Regions from separate parts of the Zea mays genome. Here regions 2 and 3 are each linked to region 1. The links are chromatin contacts, called in public Hi-C maps. All regions are on one chromosome and are shown on one strand. The core of a region is the stretch at or near the end of the contact, and the rest is flanking DNA. Distances in the headings are between cores, read along the strand shown.

Region 1 (4,067 bases), core at 1,537-4,036:
GCGCGCACTGTAGCGCATTGAATGCGGTTGCAGTCGACCGTTGGCGCGAAGTAGTCGTTGCTCCGCTGGCACACCGGATAGTCCGGTGTGACACCGGACACTGTCCGGTGCTTCACCGGATAGTCCGATGAATTATAGTGGAGCGGCCTCCCATTTTCCCGAAGGTAGCGAGTTCAGCGTCAAGTTCCCTGGTGCACCGGACACTGTCCGGTGGCACACCGGACAGTCCGGTGCGCCAGACCAGGGTGCCTTTTGGGATGTCTTTAGCTCTCTTTATTTGAACTCATCTTTGGTCTTTTTATTGGCTTGTTGTGAACCTTTGGCACCTGTAAAACTTATAGACTAGAGCAAACTAGTTAGTCCAAATATTTGTGTTGGGCAATTCAACCACCAAAATCAATTAGGAAAAATGTGTAAGCCTAATTCCCTTTCAATAATAAACAACTCATCTCGAACATATAAATATGATTCTTCTTCATTTCTTTATTAACAAAAATAATTACAGTTATACCTTTGGCTTTATAGAAAGCAATTTGAAGGTAAACGAACAAAACAACTTCATAAACAGAGCGATTCGGTTCGTCTCTGGCCCAAAAAATGTCCTATGCATAACACTGTTCCTCTATTTATAATCATGAGGTACAACTTCATGAAAATTACAATCATGTCCATAGATATATACATATGAACTATGAAATCGACTAAGGGCACTGTTGTCTTTTCCCATTGTAGTCTTGTTGATCAAGTCTTGAGGATTTCACCTTGCTCTTACTGGCTTCTTCGTCATGCACTTGTGCCATTGGATCGAAGCTTGTAGCTTCATCTTTGCAATTGTGATGACTACACACCATCTCTAAACGAAGATGTCATTCGGCTATTACCCTGTTACACCTTAAACAGACTTAGTAATAACTGATAAGTTAATAGTTTAAGGACCTTCGGCCAAAGAGTGCCCCTAACAAATCCCTACACACCTTGAAGCGAAAGGTCGATTTTTAGGATTCTATTAAAAAGACGGTGCCTCGGTGACGACCCACACCACAACTATTCCTAGAGACTCCATATACATATCACAAGGGGGATGTCACATCACCAAAGATTGTTGTATCCTGAAGAGACTCATCAACCAGAGCACACATCAAGCGACCCATAACTCGGCTGTTACCCTTTCTTCCCAACCAAGTAATTCATCTTTTTTATAATAGTAGATGAATTATAGATACTTTAGGTCCTAGACAGATTCATCTTAATATTTGTCTTTGAAACTTTTGGTATTTTTATTAATAAATGCATAGTTCATACAACATTGATGGCTCGGATCGTCAAATGATTTCTTGTCCCATATATATTTTCCTACTCTAAGCCTACCTCAAACATCTTGGTCATATCCTACGAGGGGGCAAAAATCATGAATCTGATCTTAACATGCTTACATATAACACATTTACCATGAATCTGATCTTAACATGTTTACATATAGTGCATTTTTCATGAATCTGATATCTTCCATGAACTCTTTAAAAATGATTTAGCCCCACAATTCTGCTTAGTTTAGACGTCACTCTATGGGTACTATGTGCTGGCCCTGCCGCTAGAAATACTTTGACAACTAAGCCTAGGCAAAGTTGGGGTCCTTTAAGGTAAGGATAGTAATTTCACTTATACGACTCTGCTACCATCCCATGCAAAATTAGCTCTTGATCGAGGTTTGGAACAAGGTATTTACTATAATGTGCCTAATTTTTTGTCTAAAATTAAAATTTTAATTTAGCCAACTAACCCTAGATAAATTGTGGCGTGGTTAGTCTATAAACAAATAGATCACAAAAACCAAAACGTGTCTATATCCGGGATAACAACTATTGTGCAAGTAGTTCTTAGGTGTAGTGTCTAAATGAGCCTTTTTGTCCGTTAGATCAAGATCTAACCATATGTCATATTTAACATTTAAACCTTTTCACCATCAGCTCGTGTAGATTTATTAAAAAAATCCTAACAACTTATGGTTGTATTTATAGTTAGATCATAATCTAACCGTTCAGAAATTGTGTTTGCAGGTTTACGCCTAAGGACTACTCGTTGTTGTCATCTACAACGTCACATAAAGTGACAGCGATAGAAACAACCATGTCACCCATTAGCAATCTGCTGACGTGCCACCACCATAATAATATCATGTCAAACCGCTTCAGGTGCGCATCAATCTAACCATGGTTAGAAATCTCGAGCGGTAACCGACGAAATTCGGTATTTTTTCTCGTTCTCGTCGTACAGCGGCCGGTGGCAAATTTCAAGAATTCCGTTTAAATTTTTTAAATTTTAAAAATCATAAAAATCTAGAAAAAAATGTATAAAAAACTAGATATTTTGGTAAGTCCAAAATATATTTTTATTCAAAAATTCATATTTTAGTATTAAAATAAATTTAATTTATTCTAGACCCGTGGATCCGAACCTAGACCGTTAAGCGGCGGTTCTCGGCAAGATATAACCAAAAACCGATCGAGAACGGCGGTTTTCAGCGAGAAAAACGAAAACCAGGATTTTAATTTTGAAAAATACAATAACGGTTTTTGGACGATGAACCAGGTTTTCAGAAAGAAATTTAATTTTGAAAACAATTTCGTTTCCGGCGTTGAGCGCAAAATATTTTGAAAACGGGACGATGAACCCTGGTCTGACAAAGACGACGAGTTACATTTAAAAATAATCGTTTTTTATTTTTAAAATTTAAAATACGTTTTTTTCGCAGGTGACCATCGCCACCAGCCCACCAACCCACCACCACAAGCACAAGCCCGCAGCATTACCACACTCTCCCCGCCACTCGCCTCCTCTGAGCTGCCTGCTTGTTCGAGCTCCCACGGCTCCAGTGTCCCCGACACATCAGCCGCTCCCTCCACTCGCCTTCCTTTTTGACGTTCCAGGATCATCCATGGCATCCAAACCAAGTAGGGAAGACTAGCATCGAACCCGCTCGTCACAGGATCCAACCGCCTAAGAAACAAAGCAGCCGTGGCGACCTCCTAGAGGAGTCAACCAGGAACAAGAAGGCATCAAGCATGTTGCCGTAGGTGGGAGGGGGAGGGCAAGGGCGCAAAAATGGCAACAACCATGGCCGGCGATGGGATGCGGCGGCGGTGAGCGCATGGAGGAGGACGAGGCGGGGACGGCGTCGTCGTCGTCGTCGCCGCCTATTGTGCAGCTGGGCTACGACCAGGTCTTGTCCGTCCTCCGTCTGCTCCCGCCCGAGGCCGTGCTGTCCTTCGCCGCCACCTGCCGCGTTTTCCGGGCCTGGGCCTCCTCGGACGCGCTCTGGGAGGCGCTGTGCTGCCGCGACTGGGGCTCCCGCGCCACCGCTGCGCTCGCCGAGCGCCGGCGCGACCGCGGCGGCGGCCTTCAGGCGCCGTGGCGGAGGGTCTACGCCGAGGTCGCCAGGCTCGGCGCGCTGTCCGCGCGACGCGTCCCCGCCAGGGGCGCCTCACCGCGGCCCCGCGCGTCGCACTCACTTAACCTCGTCGCCGGCTGGCTCGTGCTCTTCGGCGGCGGCTGCGAGGGAGGTAATTACAACCAAATTGTTTCACCACGTCCTTCTTGCTACGTAGTAATTTGGTTCACTAAGGTTAAAAAGATTATTGTTTTGTGCGTTGACTTCTCTATGAATCGATTCACGAGGGGAAATTCGATCCCTATGGCCGACTACTTCAGTAGACTTGGTGGGGTGATAAGTTGCTTACAGTTTGCAGATTATATGCAGAATTTATGTTGCTGTTGCAGGTGTCTGGTTCATGCTTTGATTTGTTTGTTTTGTTTATGTCTGTTTAAGAAAACAACAGGGTTGTTGTTCAAAAGACACTAGAATGCTTAGGCTAGTCCCAATCCATGGTATCTTACTTGATATCCAAAACTGCCACACCATAAGAAGAGTATTAAATTCTTAAGAAACTTCTGCAATGTATGATACCAAGTTACTGTATCCAATACTATGTTATGTCTGTGAAAGTGGGTCCATATGATCGAAATTAATTCTGGATTGTTAGGTGTCCAGCAAAAGCTATAACACCAAA
Region 2 (4,125 bases), core at 1,209-3,708, 340 kb before region 1:
CACTCAACAAAAGTATTTGGTATACTGTTGAATTTGGAGCGCAGGCACCTCAAGATGGCGATGAGGACTACGACTCCGATGAAGCCACCCAAGTGAGGCACTTCAACTCCCAAACCACCTCCATACTCCTCGCTTCCTTGTGTAGAGAGGAGTACAACAAGGTGCAATGGTTGAAGAGTGCCAAAGAAATTTGGGATACCCTCAAGACGGCGCATGAAGGGGATGAAGTGACAAAGATAACCAAGCGGGAAACGATCGAGGGAGAACTCGGTCGGTTCATCCTCAACCCAGGAGAAGAGCCACAAGCCATGTACAACCGGCTCAAGGCAATGGTGAACCAAGTTCGCAACCTCAGGAGCACCAAGTGGGATGACCCTGAAATGGTCAAGGTTATTCTAAGATCTCTTGTTTTTCGTAACCCCACTCAAGTGCAATTAATTCATGGGGATCCAAGGTATAAGCAAATGTCTCCCGAGGAGGTGATTGACAAGTTTGTGAGCTTTGAACTTATGATCAAAGACTCCAAACACATTGTCAACATGGAGCAAGGCACCACCTCCACACCCAAGGTGCAACCCGTTGCATTCAAGGCAACAGAAGAAAAGAAGGAAGAGCTTACACCAACAAATAGGCTCCCAATTAATGCCTCCAAGGTTGACAACGACGAAATGGTTCTTATCATTAAGAGCTTCTGACAAATCCTCAAGCAAAGGAAGGGGAAGGACTACAAACCTCGCTCCAAGAGGGTTTGCTACCGGTGTGGTAAGCCCGATCACTATATTTCTAAAAGTCCAAATACAAGTGATAGTGACAGGGACGACGATAAGAAAGGGAAGAATAAGATGGAGAAGAAGAAATACTACAACAAGAAGGGTGGCGAGGCGCACATGAGACGGGAATGGGACTCCGACGAGAGCTCCACCGATTCCTCCGACGAGGACGCCACCAACATCGCGGTCAACAAATGTAAAGCCCAAAATTGGTAGAAGGGAAAAATAACAAAGTGAATATATTTAAGATAGTGTTTTAGGGATTTTTTAAACCCTTTGGATATTAATTGGTTTCTTTTGCTTGTAAATGTTCAATTAAATGGAATTAAGCTAGCCAAATCATAAAATAACTAAATACAGAAATATACACCCCATGATGAAGTTTTGGCATTCTTGTATTTGTATTCAAAGGATGAGACAAGCTTAAATTAGGAAATTAAAATTTGAAAAAGGAAGAAAATATGTATTGTAGGGGAAATAATAATGATATATAAATAAATATATCCTCGCATACTGGTATTTTTAATTATGCACTTAACCTGTGTGTGAAACTCACAAACAAATTTAAATTCAAATACTAGATTTCTGAATTGAGAAAGAAATTCAAAACAAAAAAGAAAAAGGGAACTATTCCAGGTTGGGCCATGACGGGGGATATTGGCCCAGCAGCACAGGCACGCGGCCAGGCTACCTGCGCGATGCTGACGTGTGGGCCGCCACGGTAGCCCCTTTTCCCAACTTCGCGCCCGTGACACCAATTGACCTGGGCGCTCGTCGTGCGGATGACTCGCTGTCGTGTGGGGCAACCCTGCCTGACCTCACGGGCACCTTGGCATGGGTCCCAACGGTCAGCCGACCCACTTCCCCTGCCTTCCTCAACAACGGCCCGTGCGCGCGGGTGCCGGTGATTTCCATCGCCGGGGAAACCGCAGGGCCGTTGCGACCAACCCCGCAGGCCCGGCCTTCCTCCGCTATAAATCTCTGGTCGCTTGTGACCATAGTCATACCCAGCTCCTGCGCAAAGGAACACCATCGTCGAAGAGAAGAAAAGAAGAGGAGAAAGATTTGGTCGCCGACGTCGCCTCTCTTCTCGACCATCGCCAAGGGCAAGGGCGGGACTCCAAGGGTTTCGTTGCGGCACCAGGATAGCAGTGATGGTCACTACAGGATGGTCGGGCGGCCGAGAAAGGCTAGATTTCTCGCTGAGGTTGGCCTTTCGCCGTGCGACCGCTGCGTGGCGTGGACCACTCCATCGACACCTCGACATAGGGTAATTTATCGCCTGAATTAATTGCTTTACCCTCCTAGAATTTGTAGAACCCCACGGAGTAATGTGTTTGTCGCATGTCGGCCAGTAATTGCTGGCCGGAGTTCTTCACCCCGCGGGTTGCCTTGCGTCGAGTCCTGGCTACCCCTCTTCACCATTGCTAGGGATAAGCGTTTAGTTGTGTTCGCAAGAGCATTCCAGTCGTATAGGACTTATCCGTGTATAGTGTGGCCACCATTCACGCCTAGTCGTGTGTCTCCAGTGTGATCACCGCCGGAGGGCGCTGGGCGCCGCCGCGTACAGGGTAACCTGGTGGAGAAGATCCATGGGTGCCATTGATCGGTCTGGGGACGGTCATGATTAGACAACCATATTCTCCTTCGCGTGATGGGTTCTGGACCGTAGATTTGTGATCGGGCGAACATGAATAGAGTGTGGTTATGCTGAATATGGATCGTAGAACTTCAATCCGGAGGTTGTCGTCTCGTACCCTTTAGTATTATAATTATAACCGGTGATCTCTGATCCTAGGGCCTAGGATCAAGGTACCCCTTCATTGCTGGGCATTTTACATAAGAGCCCCTTGAGTTTCCGGGAATCAACCCGCAGCCTCGGTCTGTTATAAAACTATCAAAAGGTAGTCCTAGAATTTGCAGAATCAACCCTGTGCTTCTAGTAAATGGTGGTCGCGGCACAGGTGATGGATAAAAGGGATAAAATAATTTAGAAAAATGATTTTTAGTTTAAAAATAATTCCTAAAACTTGTTTAGTTCATATTTAATTCGTTTTAACTCCAAATTGATTCATTCCAGTTGCATTAAATCCATACTAATATTGTTTATTCCCTGGTAACTTTATTTTGTTATGAAACCTAAATTAAAATTATGTACTTAATTTCTTTTGGACCTGACTCCTAAACCTTTAGAAAATCATATCTTTTAAATCGTAGCTCCGAATTTAGTGATTTTTGAGCCCATGATCTTGTTACGACGCGTAGAATATTCTTATGCAGTTTATTCTTGTGTTTGGTGTGATGTTAATTTTGCATATACCCTGTTTGTTTGTATTGCTATGACTAGCGCGACGTTACGAGTCATCCGAAGATCATCCTGATACCTGGGAATCTTGAGTCTCAGGCAAGTTGTGCCCTTGATCACTCCTTTTTACCTAATAATGTTCACTATTAATCATTGTGACATGCTCAGGTTAATTTGATGGGACCTAATAGGTTTTCTCTAGCATTGTTTATCCCTCACCTTGCTGACAGATGAATTATTGGGTAGATTTGCTATTTGTCTACCTAGTTTTGGGAAACTAATGTTTATTATGATCATGTTCCAAATATGTTGTTATTTAATTATTGTTCATGATAAGATCATATTGTTAATTGGAACATGGAGAACCACCCGGGAAAACAGTGCTACCACAAGGGTGGTATGGGATGCCCTTATTAGGAAAGCTAGTGGAGGACTACCTTACCCGAAAGGGGGAAGGGTAGTAGGGGAGTGGTTGGTGTAGGGAGGTCCTCGGGTTGATTCTGCTGCGATGGTGGTCAAGCGAGGTATCCCTGCATTGGGACTTCCTAGAAATTGTAGCGGGTTTTCTGAAGCTAGTGGAACTTTGTAAAGGCCTCGTAGTGTTACCCTGTCTCGCTTCCTTGGTAGAGGTGTATGGGATTCATGACCACTTGGCAGATGGGTAACATGACTTGTGGGTAAAGATGTGCAACCTGTGCAGAGTGTAAAACTGGTATATCAACCATGCTCACGGTCATGAGTGGCTCGGACACTCACATGATTAACTTATGGAACTAAACTTAATCTGTCATATGCATTGCATCGTGGGTGTTGTTATCAATTTTGATCTCTTACTTAATTGGGTCGGTATCTACTTATACTTAGTAAATGCTAATAAAATTTTGACCAACTTTAAAAACAATGCTCAGCTTTAGCCATGCTCTTTGGTAAGCCTTACACTTCACATGAGCTCCCACCCACCCTTGCTGTCTCACACCCCCCACAGGTCAAGAACAGGTACCGCAGGATGAGGCGCATGGAAGATGCTGCGATGTGATCATGAGAAGTCTA
Region 3 (4,367 bases), core at 1,857-4,356, 420 kb before region 1:
TACCGTGTGATAACCAAGTTCCTTTGAATATTGTGTCAACTACTAGGGCATGTTAGAATTGCTTGCGTGTGTGTTTTTTCATTGTTCAGGCAGCATAAAGCTTGAGACCATTTGTTTAGTCTATGCTGATGAGTTCGACAGCTAATTAGTAGCGCCTCCCAGACAAAAGCAACATGTGTAATGTATAACTGTAAATATTGCCTTGATTTGAACAAACTTGTTTTTTGTGCTAGAACTTTATTTCACGAACTTCATATGATAGACCCTACTGTAGAGTATTTCTTTCTCTTCTCATTTCCAATTATTGTTATCACTTCTCTTTCAACAAGAATTTTCTTTCTTAATTTATTTTATTTAGAAGTGTAGAACCATATAGTCTCTTTGGCTAATTTAATGTGGTTTTGTTATCTGGAAATTTGGACTAATATATTTATCCCATCTTTAAAAGTGGTATTTTGAATTATTAGATCCATAAACACTATCTTTTGAGTATTACATATCTTTTTGAACTGATTTAGTTGTGCATTACCATTTTATTTAATATTTTATATGCCGTCGCAACGCACGGGCACCTACCTAGTAAATATATAAATAGGTAGGGTTGGAGAGTTATTCCTAAAATTTAAAAAATGTTTTGCTTTTTTTTAAATTTTTTTCGATTCTTAATTTATCGAGTGTTTTTCTTTGCCGAGAGCTTTTTGACACTCGGCAAAATCTTTGTCGAGTGTCCGAAAAATAGTACTCGGTAAATAACTCTTTGCCGATAAAATATTTGTCGAAGAAGTTTTGCCGAGTGTCAAAAAAACGCGATTCCGGTAGAGTCGATACAAACTGCTGGTGAAAAAACTGGCGGCACTTGGCAGTTGGCATGCATGTGCATTGTCCTGGCACGTACAGTACATGCAAGTGCAGGGGCTATTCAATGACGACCATGCATGTTTGGCAGCACAAAGTTTTGGACCAATCCTACGTACTCCAGTTTAGTTTGGCAGGACCACGCTGTTAGTCCTTTATTTGGTTAGTTTATGCCCGCCGTACTCCATACGGCTCAGGTATATATTTGAATAAATGGCTTGTTTGATTGTATACTAAGGAACTGGTTGATTCGCTACCTCACTTGCTACATCTTATCATGTCTAAGGTTAGATAGAAATCAGCCACACTTTTACAAGTCATATTGATGAGTGAGATCTACACGAGAGAAGAAAAATCTTGCCATAATTATATATAGTTATAAACTAAACACATGTCTAAATCGATCAAACTTATCTAATCTTTAACGTGGCAAAGTATAACAAGCAAGCAGCGAATTAAACACATCATATATTCAATCTACACTACACTCATCTGCTCCGTGGCTATATAGGCGTAGGTAGCTAGGCCATGCAGATTAATTATATAGAAACCGATATCATCGCGTGGATCAACCTAGATCGTTTGCTCAAATCTCTTCCATATCATTGCATGCCTCTCTCTCTCCATGGTCTTCTGCTTTGGTACAGGAAACTGACTCCTAGCTTGATAGAGGTTATATGTAAATAGAAATGTTTCACGTACAACTCACATTACGCCTAGAGTACGGCTAAAGTTAATTTACTGCCGCTGCTGTTGCTTTCTGTTCTATATATTAGTAGACGAAAGATTAAAAAATATATACAGCACAGTTACAACAACGCCGAAGCAAATAAAAAAGAGACAACCAAGCTAGCACACATGTTTTCATTTTAGGGCGCAGTGCCCTATAACTGCTTGTTCGGTTATGTTCAATCAACATGGATTGGAGAAGATTGATACGAATTGTGAGATATTTTGACTTACTAGGAATTAAAACACACTCAATCCAACTCAATCTATATTGAATTGGGTAGAACCGAACAAGCCCTAATGGTTCTACTCTGAGATGTATACACCATTTGAATCATCAGGTATATGGTTTGGTTATTTTTTGGTGACGAAAACTCAAAACTTGCCGTGTGTGCAATGCTACCATTTCTTTATTTATTATATCTAAAAACCACAAAAATCAATGGAAACATATACATGCATGTAGCAGTTTGACGGAAACTAAACGCGGTCAAGAAAGGAATGTTGAGAAAATATGGATGCAATAACATACTCCTGTGCAAGCAATAGAGCACTTTGGACACAAAAACAAATTAATGGAATGTTGGGTGTCTCTCTCTCTCACACACTTTATGTAAAAGGATAGGCAAGAAAACGACACGACGACCACGTATATATCTGTCTCTATATAGTGATATTGAGAAAATATGGATGCAATAACATACTCCTGTGTATCTGACGATAATATAAATAAAACGAGTAGACCAAGAGAAAAAAATGAGTAGTTGCTTGAAACCTGATGAGTGTCGTCATTATTCCTCCCAATGCAACATCAACAGTTCATTCAATAAAGCAAAAGTAACAGCTAGACATGACGAAATAAACTCAACGAACGGGAACAGACGATGCTACTACTGCTACTACATACTCCACTAATCTAGCTAGTAGTGCTGATTTGCGTTGCTAATACTCAATTAATTAGCAGGGCAAGCTAATCTCAGAATGGTAACGGGAGCTAGCTAGGCTATAGCTAGGCGTGGGTGTAGAGCGAGGCGAGGCTTCGTCGGCAGCGGGCGCAGGAGAACCTGCGCTTGTTCTTGACGCACAGCGGCAGGCAGCAGAGCACCCGCCGCACGCTCTCCACGTCCGTGGCCACCACCGCGCCGCCGCACCGCGGGCACGCCCCCGGCGCCTTCTGCTCCGCCGTCACCGTCTCCTCCGCCACGCCGCAGCACGCCGCCGCCATTGACGACTTTGCCATATTATGTCCTTCTCCTGCTAGCTATACGACGTCGTCCTCGCCTCGCCGTGTGAACCTCTCTTTCTCTGTGTGTTTATTTCTACCTCAACGGCTAGCTAGCAAGAAGGTTCTTTGAGGTTGTGGGAAGCGAGGCGAGAAGTGAGATATAGCTGGGAGAAGAGAGTGGGAGACAAGATGCGGACACAGCACAGGGAGGAAGAAAGGAGATCCCAGACCAGGAGCTATACCTACCTAGCGACGGTCGTGCATGTGAGCGAGTGTGCAATGTGTGTATGTGCACCTAGCGCGTTGTAGTGTTGGGAATTGGGTCGGGTCGAGTGGGTCCATCCAAGAAATTTGTGTTTCGTGTAAAACGAGTTTAGACTAGAAAAGCTCAAAAAAAAAAACTTTTTGACCGTGTTGTGCCAGGTCGAAGTGTAAAAACAGTAGTCCAACTCGGTCCTAAACCACGTCGTGCCTTCGTTGAGTCGTGCCGGTTCAAGCCCGACTCATATATTTGACCATATAAAATTAAAATATTACAACCAAATAAAAGTTAATAGCTTATTAAATTAAAGATATTAAACAATCTTAGCATCATTTGACTACATAAACTCTAAATATCATAACAATATAAAGTCGATAGCATACTAAATTAAAGAAATTAAATAACTTAAGTTTTATTGGGCCGTGCTGGGCTCGACGGGCCAAAATTTAAGGTCCAGCCCAAACACTCAATCATGGTATCCTGATCCATATTATTTTATGTTGAGTCATACTTTGGATTTCTGTTTTCGGGCTGTGCACGTGTTCGTACTAGCCAAAAAGCCATGCCATATTTCCAGCACTATCTCCCACCACTATCGCATTGTTTGGTTTGGTTTGACATGTTGCTAGCTGTCACAGCACGCGCGCTGCTACTACTAGCTCTCTGTAGCTGCTTGCGTATTCGTGGCGCCCAGGTGGAAGATATATCCACAAATGGATAGGCCCGCATGATCACTGTGTGATTATTTTATGCATTTGGGGAAGGCCATCTGGGGGCACATCTTACCTGCTAATATTGGACTTGCCACACGGAAATGCTTTTATGTTTCTTTATAATGTGTTTAGTTTTAGGTCAAAATAGTATGAGACGAGGACGATATTCGTCTACTTGATTTTTAGGATCACACCACCACCAAAAATTACTTCGATGTTCATCTCATACTTGCGTGACTCTCATCAAACACTATAAAAAATGTGGCCGCTCTCTTCCATTCCTTCTTATATGTCCAACCAAACACATACTTAATTAGCTATAATTGGCTATCTTGGCCTGATTAAAGTGGTTTTCGTGTAGTATACGGCCTCTTGGTTGGATAAGCCAAACGGTCTTCCACAACAATCTATTTTGTTTACATCTACAACTATGTTCAAATAAACTAGTGCTCATTTTATTATTTGGCAGGCGACATTGATTTCTTTCAAGTTGGAACGTCTTGGTAATCGATTTGTTGCTTTCGAGCAAAGCGACCAACCGCTCTTACTCCAAATCTTTGTTCAGTGCGTGTGCGCTAGCACA

What was found. Hi-C and Micro-C count contacts between places; a contact is called where the count stands out from the background.
Region 2: a Hi-C map of leaf shows a contact between it and region 1, with 4 times the contacts expected there. The contact joins the enhancer-like site here to the promoter of LOC103641176 in region 1. A contact is called at or near these places in 3 of 25 Hi-C or Micro-C datasets (all in leaf).
Region 3: a Hi-C map of endosperm shows a contact between it and region 1, with 2.3 times the contacts expected there. The contact joins the promoter of LOC100275295 here to the promoter of LOC103641176 in region 1. A contact is called at or near these places in 2 of 25 Hi-C or Micro-C datasets (ear and endosperm).

What each region holds. Positions count from the first base shown.
Region 1 is chr10:69,052,489-69,056,555 of Zm-B73-REFERENCE-NAM-5.0, reverse strand. It overlaps LOC103641176 (F-box/kelch-repeat protein At1g51550), which reads left to right and starts at 2,786. Exons shown (of 2, transcript XM_008664543.4): 1 at 2,786-3,560. The coding sequence starts at 3,125.
Region 2 is chr10:69,388,019-69,392,143 of Zm-B73-REFERENCE-NAM-5.0, reverse strand. No RefSeq gene overlaps it. Among protein-coding and RNA genes, the nearest start is that of LOC103642497, 21 kb to the right of the region's middle. Within about 2 kb of position 2,458, at least 18 of the 20 cell types and tissues checked have an H3K27ac peak or open chromatin away from gene starts, as enhancers often do. A contact at or near this core is called in leaf, where this site is marked.
Region 3 is chr10:69,469,993-69,474,359 of Zm-B73-REFERENCE-NAM-5.0, reverse strand. It overlaps LOC100275295 (Methionyl-tRNA synthetase), which reads right to left and starts at 3,106. Exons shown (of 1, transcript XM_008664544.3): 1 at 2,324-3,106. The coding sequence starts at 2,824. The coding sequence ends at 2,594.